2 separate regions of the Mus musculus genome follow, and region 2 is linked to region 1. A link is a contact called in public HiChIP or PLAC-seq data. All regions are on one chromosome and are shown on one strand. The core of a region is the stretch at or near the end of the contact, and the rest is flanking DNA. Distances in the headings are between cores, read along the strand shown.

The links. HiChIP or PLAC-seq counts read pairs in DNA pulled down with a chosen protein or histone mark.
Region 2: an H3K27ac HiChIP or PLAC-seq map of embryonic stem cells shows a contact between it and region 1, with 4 times the contacts expected there. The contact joins the enhancer-like site here to the promoter of Mesp2 in region 1. A contact is called at or near these places in 2 of 39 promoter capture datasets (the C10 cell line and second pharyngeal arch cranial neural crest), 1 of 15 datasets of contacts at CTCF or cohesin (the NIH/3T3 cell line), 7 of 484 Hi-C or Micro-C datasets (bone marrow-derived macrophages, embryonic fibroblasts, embryonic stem cells and 4 more), 4 of 115 datasets of contacts at active chromatin or transcription factors (bone marrow-derived macrophages and embryonic stem cells) and 4 of 9 other capture datasets (adipose tissue, embryonic stem cells, liver and 1 more).

The regions. Positions count from the first base shown.
Region 1 is chr7:79,808,210-79,813,504 of GRCm38.p6, reverse strand. It overlaps Mesp2 (mesoderm posterior 2), which reads right to left and starts at 2,778. Exons shown (of 2, transcript NM_008589.2): 1 at 1,746-2,778; 2 at 74-976. The coding sequence starts at 2,576. The coding sequence ends at 695.
Region 2 is chr7:79,866,206-79,871,500 of GRCm38.p6, reverse strand. No RefSeq gene overlaps it. Among named protein-coding and RNA genes, the nearest start is that of Anpep, 21 kb to the right of the region's middle. Within about 2 kb of position 2,195, at least 44 of the 459 cell types and tissues checked have an H3K27ac peak or open chromatin away from gene starts, as enhancers often do. A contact at or near this core is called in adipose tissue, bone marrow-derived macrophages, embryonic stem cells and 1 more, where this site is marked.

The DNA.
Region 1 (5,295 bases), core at 1,529-4,028:
ACTTTTCCCTTTAAAAAAAGGCAAGGAAACATATGTCAATTTAAGAAAAATCAGAAGCAAACAAGTTTTTGTTGGTTTTCTTCTCTTTAATAATAAAACAGTTATAAAACCAGCATATACGATTCTGGCCAGCTGTCTCCAGCAAGCAGGACATGGACCTCCTTTGTCCTCCACACTCAGGCCACCCCGTACTCAGAGCAGCTCAGCCTGTGCTCTGCAGAGTGCTGAGCCTTTAGAATAGTAGTTCTCAACCTGTAGGTTGTGACCCCTGGGGGGTGGAGTATGGAACGACCCTCTCACAGGGGTTACCTAAAACTACCAGAAAACACAGAGATTTACATTATGATTTATAACAGTAGCAAAATTACAGTTATGAAGTAGCAATAAGATAATTTTATGGTTGGGGGGGGTCACCACACCATGAGGAACTGTATGTATTAAAGGGTCACAGCATTAGCAAGGTTGAGAATCACTGCTCTAGAAGATACCTAGAAGCGGGGGTGTCTTGTCTCAGCCCCCCTCAAAACAGTGAAGGTACCCAATGTTTATCTGCCCCAGACACCGTTTCCATGAAAGGGGTCATCTGGGAAAGGGGGGCCATAGCTAAGCAGACCTCAAAATGTCACAGAAGAGGCAGATAAAGGCACTTCCAAGGCAGCCCAAATCCACACCGCAGGGTGCAGGTAAGGCCATATTAGTAGAAAATATTCAGTGGGGGTCCTTCCAGGTCTTCCTGCCAAAGTTCAGGACAGCCACTGAGCTGCAGGCCTGAGCTGGGGGTGGGGCTGGCCACAGGAAGCTGGAGGGCAGGGCTGGAACCCTGATCCTCAGAGGTGGAGAGCACCTCTGCATCGTGGCCCCAGCAGCCCCACTGAGGCTGAGGCTGAGGCTGAGGCTGTAGTCTCTGGCATGATGGGCGGGGCAGGAGAAGTGGGCTTCCCAGGGACAGGCAGGGTTCTGGAGACACAGAAAGACTCTGCAAGAGAAATAGGGGGGTTGTATGACATGGTCACTGACTGGAGATTTCAAACCTGGCTCTTTCCCCAGTGTAGCTGGTTCCCCAGTGTAGCTGGTGCTGCCTGCATAGCCTCAGGGGAACTCATACAGTGGACCATAGAAATCAAGAATCCTGGTTCTGGGGACCCACTGCCAACCTTCAAATCCTAGCTCTGCTATGAGAAGTTTCTTCATGTCAGTTTTCCCACCTGTAAAATGGGGTGCTGTATTAGCATCATAACGCATCATAGAGCTGTATAATCGGATACAGGGAAAGTACAAAGCAACCAGAGAGTGCTTGGTAAAACCCAGTCATCACTATAATCTTTTATGGGCCACAAGTCATTTATGGATGAACGCATCTCAAAGAAAACACTCAGGTCACCACTTCCAGAAGGATCTATTTAGGAGGTGCTGCCAATACCCCTGGGCCTCACTCATGTACTGAACTTAGAATTTCCAGCTAGTGAAGGCCCTCGCCTTCCACCCTGGCCTCTGTGTAAATCCGAGGGCCATCCTCTCTTCACCAAGCTGTGGTGACTGTTGCACAGCAAAGGTGGCAATTATGGCAGTGGCTATAACTTCCCGGGGCCTCATCTCTTCTCCTACAGGTGTAAATAAGGCTATTTCCATCTATCCCTTCATTGGATAACCTGGGACCTGATGAGTAGGAGACCCTGTACAAACGAGAGACCGTCCACTTTAGTTCCAAATGAAGCCATGAAAATGGCAGGGGTCCTAGGACCTACCTGATACACTTTAGTCAGCTCTGCAGGTTCAGTGGATTGTGTCCAGTGTCCAGTCTTGTTCCTAGGCTCTGGGGACATCTGCATGCCAGGACATGCTTGAGGTGGTGCCCAGGGAGAGGAGTCAGCGGCTCTTTCTAGGGACTGGTGTAAGGGTGACTGTATTTGGGGACAATAAGGAGGTGTCACCCAGGGATCCACGTTGGAGATCCTGTTCCCAAGGTTTTCAGGTGAGATCAGAGGTCCAGGACAAGCAGGCGGGCACCCCCAGGACACCCCACTACTCATGGCTGATCCCAGGCTAGGACCAAGCATCTGAGCCTGTGAGGGGCTGCCACCGTCGGGGCATTGAGGGCATCGGTGAGAGAACGCCGCGTCCGCACTCCGTCGGCGCCTGCGCCGCAGACTGTCCTCGCTGAGGCCCAGCAGGGCTGACAGGTGGCCGATGTAGCGGATGGCCAGGCGCAGCGTCTCGATCTTGGTCAGGCTCTGGCCTGCAGGTGCCACCGACGGCGGCAGGAAGCGGCGCAGTTCTTGCAGCGCGCGGGCGAGTGTGCGCATGCGCAGCTTCTCGCGCTCGCTGGCGCTCTGCCGCTGTCCGCCTGCGGGCGCTGGGCGCGTTCGTCGGGGCGCCGTCGCCTGGGTAGTGCGCGTGCTACGGGCCGGGCCGGCGGGCTGCGAGGGCCGACGGGTGGCGTAGCAAGGGCAGGAACCGGACGAATCTGAGGACGAGGCCGGAGACGTGGAGTCCGATTGCTGAGCCCAGCCCCAGCCCTGGGAGAAGACCCAGTGGTCGAGACCCTGGAGGCTCTGAGGAGGAGGCGACTGGGCCATGGCTGGTGTGACTCTGGGAAGCTGGACCGGTCACCTCCAGGTCCTAGCTTTTATCTGGACTAAAGGTGTGAGGTGGTCCCCTGCCAGGTTGCAGAGAGGTGTCAAAACCCACAGAGCCCAGGGAAGGTCTGGGCAGGGGGGCCCTGGGAAAGCGGGCCCATTTGCAGAGGTGTGGATTCTGACCCCTCGAAGGCTCTAATGGAGGCCCCTGCTGCCGGGAAGTGTGGGAGAGACAATTCGCATCTGGATGGAGTTGCTAAGCTTCTCACCGAGCCCCCACCTTCACTCCGCCCTGCTACTGCAGGGTGAATACACCCGAACCCACCACCACGGTAGATGGCTGCTGGGTACCTGGATGTCTATCCCGTGCCTCTGGTTCACTTACAGAGTGGCCACCCTTCATCATTAGCCTTTAATGGGCTATGCCTGTGCTGGTTCCGACCAGCACAGTGGGGCTTCCTCAGGTTCCCCCATTAGCCAATTTGCTGTATACACTTAGAAACTCTCACTGACCACAGTATCTGTACCCACTAAAAATGGAACCCAGCAGCCTGGAGGGTTCCAGGCTGGGAAGTGGAAATGGAAGGAGGTGGATGCCAAAGCCAACTTGAAGCTTTGTGTCACCTTGAAGCCACCTAATTTCTTTGAGCTCATCTCAGTAGGAATTGCTGCACAGAATGACTTCCAGCCCTCCCTGGATTAATCCTGAAATTGCTTGCTATGGGCTTTCATTGTGCCTACACTTTATAAAGAAGGGACTGATACAGGTGTGGTCCATATACCCGTAATTTAGCACTTGGGAGACTGAGGCAGGAGAATTGGAGGGAGGTGAGGTCAACCTGTACCCATCAAGAACTTGTTCCAGAAAAGAAAATCAATCAAACAAATAAACCCAGTACTGCCACCGGTGACCACTCATGGCTATAGTCCAAGCCCTTGGGAGGTAGAGGCCAGAGGATGAGGAGTTCAAGTCCATAGAAAGTTTGAGGCCAGCCTGGGCTACATGAAACCCTGTCTCAAAAAACTAAAACAAATCAAACCCAGGCACTAACATTTCAAAGTGTTTATGGGCACACATTTGCTTATTATATGCAGGGCCCTTAACCTGCCTGAGCTTGTCCTGATTAGCAAAACAGCTAAGTATGGCATCTGCTCCCAGAACTTCTGTGAGAAACAGCTGAGGTAATAAAAGCCAAGGACAGGCTCTCCTGAGCATCAACTGCAACTGAAACAAGGCACCCATACCCTGCATCATCTCCAGGACAGAAAGCTAAGGGTTAAATGAGCTTTTGGCGCAGTCAGGCCTTAGCCACCGAGGCTGAGCAGGTCCAGCTGGGTCTTGAACCAAGAGCATTGTTTCATTAGGGAGAGGGGACACAGAGAACATTTCCAGAAGGGAAAGGCCTGGAGGTGGGAGGGCCAGGCACGTCTGGAACCAGGCTGAGTTGGTTTTACTCTCAAGGCCACGGGGAGCCTCTTTGACTTTTGAGCAGAAGGGTAAAGTAATCTAAAATATCAGTCAAGGTGAGTGTGACAAGAATACTTTAGAGGACTGGAGAGATGGCTCAGTGGTTAAGAGCACTTGTTGCTCTTGCAAAGGACCTGGGTTCAAGTCCCAGCATCCACATGTTGGCTCACAACCATCAGTAACCTCAATTCTAGTGGATCCAACAGGCACATGTGGTGTACGTACATGCATGAGAGCATTTATTATTTATAAATAAATAAATAAATAAATAAAATTTTAAAAAGTTTTCAAGAAACCTCCCAGCACTAGGAAGTCAGAGGTAGGCAAATCTGTGAGCTCGAAGCCAGCCTGGTCTACAGAGCAAGTTTCAGGACAGCTTGGGCTACACAGAGAAACACTGTTTTCTAAAACAAACAAACAAACAAACAAACAAAAAAGTAGTTTTCAAGAATGGACTTCACTGGCACAGCCTGGAGTAAACAGTGCTTTGTAAATGTTATCACTTAAAAAATTAACTTAATTACATAACCAAATAAACATTTCACTGTGAGAGATGGAAACCTGACAGGTCTGTGACTAAAGGCCCTGTGACTCTTCAGAGTGACCGCCCTGGGTGGTTGCCCTTGGTCCAGCTCAGCCGCTGTAGCCATGTGAACTCATGAACTCAGGTCTCTTTGGGAAGTGCACCGTACTTACTAGGCTTTGGGTCAATCCCCGGGAACTCCTATGCCCCAGCTCAGCAGTGCCAAGGGCAGGAGAGCCCTTGGGCAGTGACGGGCCATGAGGGCTCTACTCTCAAAGAGGCAAGCTGTCACATGTGCTCACTCGGCCTTGGCATGTGCTGGCTTCTGCCATGGGTGAGTCTGGATGTCGGCATTGTGCTTTGGAGTGTCCCAGCCCCCAGAGCTGCAAGACATTAATTTCTTCTCTTTTTTGAGGCAAGGTCTCTCTGTTATGTTCTGGAATGTTCCAGGCGTCCTGGAACTTTCTGTGTAGACCTAAAGGTGTGTATCACCACGTTCAGCCTTTTCTTTCTTGTTTTTTCTTTTTCTTTTTGTGAACTAGACCTCTCACTCTGTGTTTGAATTGAATTTCCACATGAGTTCTATTTTCTCCATTTACATCTCTTGATTTAGCTCATTGCTTCATTTGCTGGGAGATTCCCTGCATTTTAATTCCCACCTCCTGGGGTTGAGAGGGAGCTCAAGGGTCGACCACTTGCCTAGCATGTGCCAGAACCTGGGTTTTATC
Region 2 (5,295 bases), core at 946-3,445, 59 kb before region 1:
CATGGGCCCCTTGAATACAGGAGGGTTCCGTTCTAGGATAGAGGTGAGAAGAGACTTCCTAGGGGAAGCATAGCTCAGTGGACCACTGAGGGCTTTAACCAGTGATCCCAGGGTATGTGTTAGCTTGAGCTACCAGCTGAGCACAGGGTCTGGAGCCAGAGGCAGGACAGAACTCATGGATCACCTCAGTCCCTCGGTGCAGCTCTAGTGGAATATCAGATCGGGCCATTTATAAAGAACAGGAATCTCGCCCAGCAGTGGTGGCACAGGCCTTTAATCCCAGCACTTGGGAGGCAGAGGCAGGCAGATTTCTGAGTTTGAGGCCAGCCCGGTCTACAGAGTGAGTTCCAGGACAGCCATGGCTACACAGAAAAACCCTGTTTTGGGGAAAAAACAAAACAAAACAAAACAAAACATAAAGAACAGGAATGTCATCAGGCTCTTCTTGGCTTTCTAGTCTACCAAGATAGGAGCAGCAGGCAGCCTCCTGCTGCCACAGACAGGAGCTGTCCTATTGCCAAGCACCAAGTCCTTGCTCTATTCCAACAATCCCCACCATGAAGGCGTATATCCCCGGAACCAAGCTCTAAACCGGTTCTCATTTAATGCAAACTAATGAACTAGTTTGGGGTTGTTAGTTTTGTTTTCTGCAGTCTGGGAAGATCTTTGTGGTGCATGATCATGACCCCATGGCAGGAGGTGGAGGTCCAGTCGGATTTCAGAACAAAGACCTCAGCAATCCGTTCCACAGTGCCCAGTGCTCGCTCACAGGTCCCTCCCCCAACATGGCCACCTTTGGAGGTAAAGCTTCCAGTTCCCCACTTTGCAGACACTTAGCACAGACTAAGATCCCCAAAGATGGAGAGCAGGCCTGAGGCAGCAAGGGAGGCTTGGAGGGAAAGGAAAGCTGAGTCTGGCTAAGTCTCACAGGGCCTTGAGCTCTCACCCGGCAACCCCCCACCCCACCCACCCCCACCCCCACCCCTGCTGGCCTCAAACCCCTGCCTCCCAAATGCTGGGATTATAGTCATGCACCACAACGTTTAATTCTGGTTTTATTTTGTTTTTATTTGTTTGTTTGAGACAGGGTTTCTCTGTGTAGCCCTGGCTGTGCTGGAACTCACTCTGTAGACCAGGCTGGTCTCGAACTCAGAAATCCACCTGCCTCTGCCTCCCAAGTGTTGGGATTAAAGGTGTGCACCACCACCGCCCGGCTTGTTTTTATTTTTATTCTTGACTTTTGAGCAGAGTGTGGATGAAGAGGGAAAGAAAAGATGCCTCAGAGCCCAACTGGGAGAGCATTTGTGGTGACCCAGGCTAGATCCGAGTGGGACAGTGGGGACAGACATGGAGCAGACTTGTAGCACACTGTAGAGCTCGAATTGGCAGGACTTGGAAAGTGTCATGGTGTAGATCGAGGTCAAGGGAAGAGCAGGCAAGACCTTGGTGACCTGCAAGTAACAGGGGCCTGCTCACAGGCAGACAGTACCCAAGCAGGACCGAGTGTCCACCCCAAGGTTGCGAAGAGAGAAAGCCGAGGCTGTGAGAGTTGTGGGGGGGGGGGGGGTTGCGGCTGGGAGTTCTGGAAGCCTGGCAAGGGCACAGGGAAAGCAGTGCCCAGGAAGAACCTGGCCTATGGCAGACTGCTGCTTACACAGCCTGCTCACACAAGCTCAGGTTAGAAGACTCTGTGGCCATAGAATGGGAGTCCCTAGTTACCAGGGAAACTAAATTTTCCTTCTTGGTTTCTTAGTCTTGTGATAAAAGAATTTAAATACAGACCAGCAAGGAAGCTTGAGGACAATTTTATTGGAGTTTGGAAGAAAATTATAGAGCTGCCTGGAGGAGGAAGCCGAAGGAAAAGAAGAGTGAAGGGGGAGGGGGGTTTGCAACGGCGATGTGCAAACAATCACGTGGGTGGGAAAAGTGTGGGGGTGGGGCTTTGTGAAAAGGTAAAAAGAGCCCAGAGTGGCAGAGAAAGCATGGTCCAGTTCCTGGCCAGTATGTAAGAGAGAGAGGGTGTGGGATGGAAGAGAACTTGCTCTTTTCTGTGTTAGGACTCCGTGGAAAGGATACAGAAAGGAAGTCCTGCCAGCCACCATCCCCAGGGAGGGATATGAGGTCCCTACCCAGGGCTGGAGGTAAAACTCCTTTCTTTGTTAGAAGAAAGAATCAGGAAGTAGTAGTTCTCCTTTGTTGAGTTCTTGACTCTACAAAGCCCAGATGCCCCACCCAGTGGTAATTTAAATCCTAAGAGACTTCCTTCCTAATGTTACCAGGGAAACGGGAGGGAAGGGATCCATCTCCAATGGCTTCCAGGTCTGCTTGCATTTCCAGCTACAGAACTCCAGGGCTTTGGGAAGTGTGAGGGAGGAGATTGCCTTGGAATGGGTGTACAGAGTAGGCCTTGGCCAAAGATGGTCTTAGGTAGTCCAACTGACCCAGGCCCTGTCAGGGAAGAGGCAGCCCAGAATGGTGTGAAGCAGACAGTGTGTCATCGTCTCAACCCAGGGAAGGAAGGCTAAGAACTAATCGTGGGGATGGGGCAGGCAGCTGAAACAAGCTGGTCAGAATTCTACTCCAGGGGAGAATGGGATAGCCAACGTTTTGACACCAGGCTAGACTACTTCTTGCGAGTGACTGCTTTCATTAGTGACTGGTGTACATACTAGAGGTGTGCCAGCTCACAGAAGACACCTGCGGGGTCATAGCACTGTGCAATGGGGATCATTCTACCTCTGTCTGGCAGGGAGCCATTCCCCAGATAAGGGTTGTTCCTTCAACCTGGGTCCTGGAATGCAGGTGACTTGGCACAAAACTGCAGCCAGCTTATGACAGCATGGAATGTGAACAAGAAAGGAACCACCACGTTGTAAGGCTGTTGGTTACTGAGAAACAGGGTGCCAGACCTTAGGAGGCCCTAAGACCTTAGCATAACCACCTCAGGGCTGGAAGTACCACTCAGGCCGTAAAACAACACGCAGACAGCACCGCCTGCCAAAAAAAACGAGAACAAAGACCCACTCCGTCAAATCCTGTCGTTCTGGGAAGTCTCTGAATGGACTCACCTTGCCCCTTAGCTTCTGTAGTTCCACTTCTAACTGTTAGTCAACCCAGAACATGGCTTTTGTGCTCAAATGGCTGCCCTGATAGGGGCTTGGAGCTACACTGGCTCCCCAACACCCAGCTAGCTAATAAAGACTTTCTATTGGCTCAAAACCTTGAATCCAAGCAGTCTCCTCTGGTGGATCCCCACAGCTGGGGCCCGACAAGCCTCCCCTAGCGGATGCAGGGGTCTCGAGGGCGGCATCACACACTGCGCCAGGGGTTCTGTGTGTTTGAGTCAAATCTAAACTAACTCAGGAGCGAGGCAGCCCGACACATAGGGTTGGTTCCGAGTGGTGTGATCTCATTAGTAGAGCGTGCTGACTAGTCCCTAGAGATGAGAGAGCACTGTCTGCCGGCTTGGCAGGAGCAAGTGCAAAGGGAGGGCCCGTTGGGCCCGTTCAATGTGTTTCCTATTGTAACATGACTGTAATTCACGACTACATAATGCCAGAACTGCAAATGTCCAATGTGAGTTCAGGCCAAAGACTAGTTGAAAGAACTGGTTTGGTTTGATTTGGGTCCAGGATGAGACTCAGGGCTAAGTAAGAACTCTAACCAGACTCTTCAGAATTCTACCTCCCCAACCCCCACTCCCTTTCTCTCTGTTGTTGTTGGTTATGGTTTGTTTCTTTGTTCACTTTTTTCCAAGACAGGGTTTCTCTGTGTAGCCCTGGCTGTCCTGGAACTCACTCTGTAGATCAGGCTGGCCTTGAACTCTGCCTCTCAAATGCTGGGTTTACAGGTGTGTGCCACCACCACCCTTTGGATTTTTTGATTTTTGGTATTTTTGTTTTTTGTTTTGTTTTAGTGTGTGTGTGTGTGTGTGTGTTATGTGTGATGTCTGTGTATGTGTGCCTGGGTGTACACACCTATGCACATACAGAAGTCAAAGGAGGGTGGCACGCCCTGCTCTCTCACCCTCTGCCTTATTCCCCTGGCAGGCTTTCACGGACACTGGAGCCAGGCTGGCAGCCAGCAAGCCCTGGGATTCTGCTGTGGTACACAAAGACACCTAAAATTTACATGGGCCTCGGGATTTGAACACACTTCTTCATGCTTGTGTAGCAAGCATTCCTGCTTACATGCTGAGTCAGGCCCCGGCCCTTGGTTTTGTTTTGTTTGAGACTTGGTCTCATGTAGCTCAGGCTGACCCATGTAGCCCAGGCTGAGGAGAACCTGACACTCCTGATCCTCAAGTCTCTTAAGTTCCTGGGGTTACAGGTATGTGCCCTCACCTGGCTAGAATTCATATTCCCTTTATACAGCTCCAGCAAATGACTGACTTGGAGATTAAGTCACTAAGGGTAACATGGCTATTATATGGCAGATAGCAACACAAGATACCAGTGTGTGCTTGAATCCAAAGCTTGTGCTTATTAACCTGGTATGAAAACCCCTTTTGTCATTGTTTAACTGTTAGCCCAGGCTGGTTTAGAACTCACAATGCCCCTGCCTCACACTGGAATTACAGACATGTGCTACCACCTCAGCTTTGTAATGGTATTTGACTGGCAGACCAGGGGTCTCCAGGTTACAGGGCATTATGCCAGAGGCAGCTTCTACATATGCCTAGCATTCCAAAAGAGTTTAATGGGGTGGAAAGTGGGGGGAGGGGGTGCTGTTGATGTGCAGAGGTCTGGTCCTAGAGTTACCATAGTAACAACGGCCTTGGGAAGGGAGACCCAACAAGGTATAGTGAGGTGCTGGGGCCCAGCTTGAATGTGCTTGGGACAGTGGCTTGTTAAAATTCCACCATTTCATGGGTTCATGGGTTCAGCACAGCCATTGTGAAAAATTAAACTAGAGATGCTTATACTTAAAGTTTATTGAAAACAAGGGCTGGAGAGTTTGCAGTCACCCATAAAACTCCAGCTCCAGGAATGCAGCACCTCTTCTGACCTCACCTGTACCAAAACACATACACATACATAATGAAAAATAAAGTAAGTCAGCCTGGAGAGATGGCTCAGCGGTTGAGAGCACGGACTGCTCTTCCAGAGGGCCTGAGTTCAATTCCCAGCAACCACATGGTAGCTCACAACCATCTGTAATGAGATCTGGTGTGTCTGAAGACAGCTACAGTGTACTCATATACAAAAAATAAATTCTTTTAAAAAAATAAAAAAAGAAAGTAAGTCTTCAAAGAAACAAGCAAACTAACTAGAGTTTCCTAAAAGCAAAGGTGGG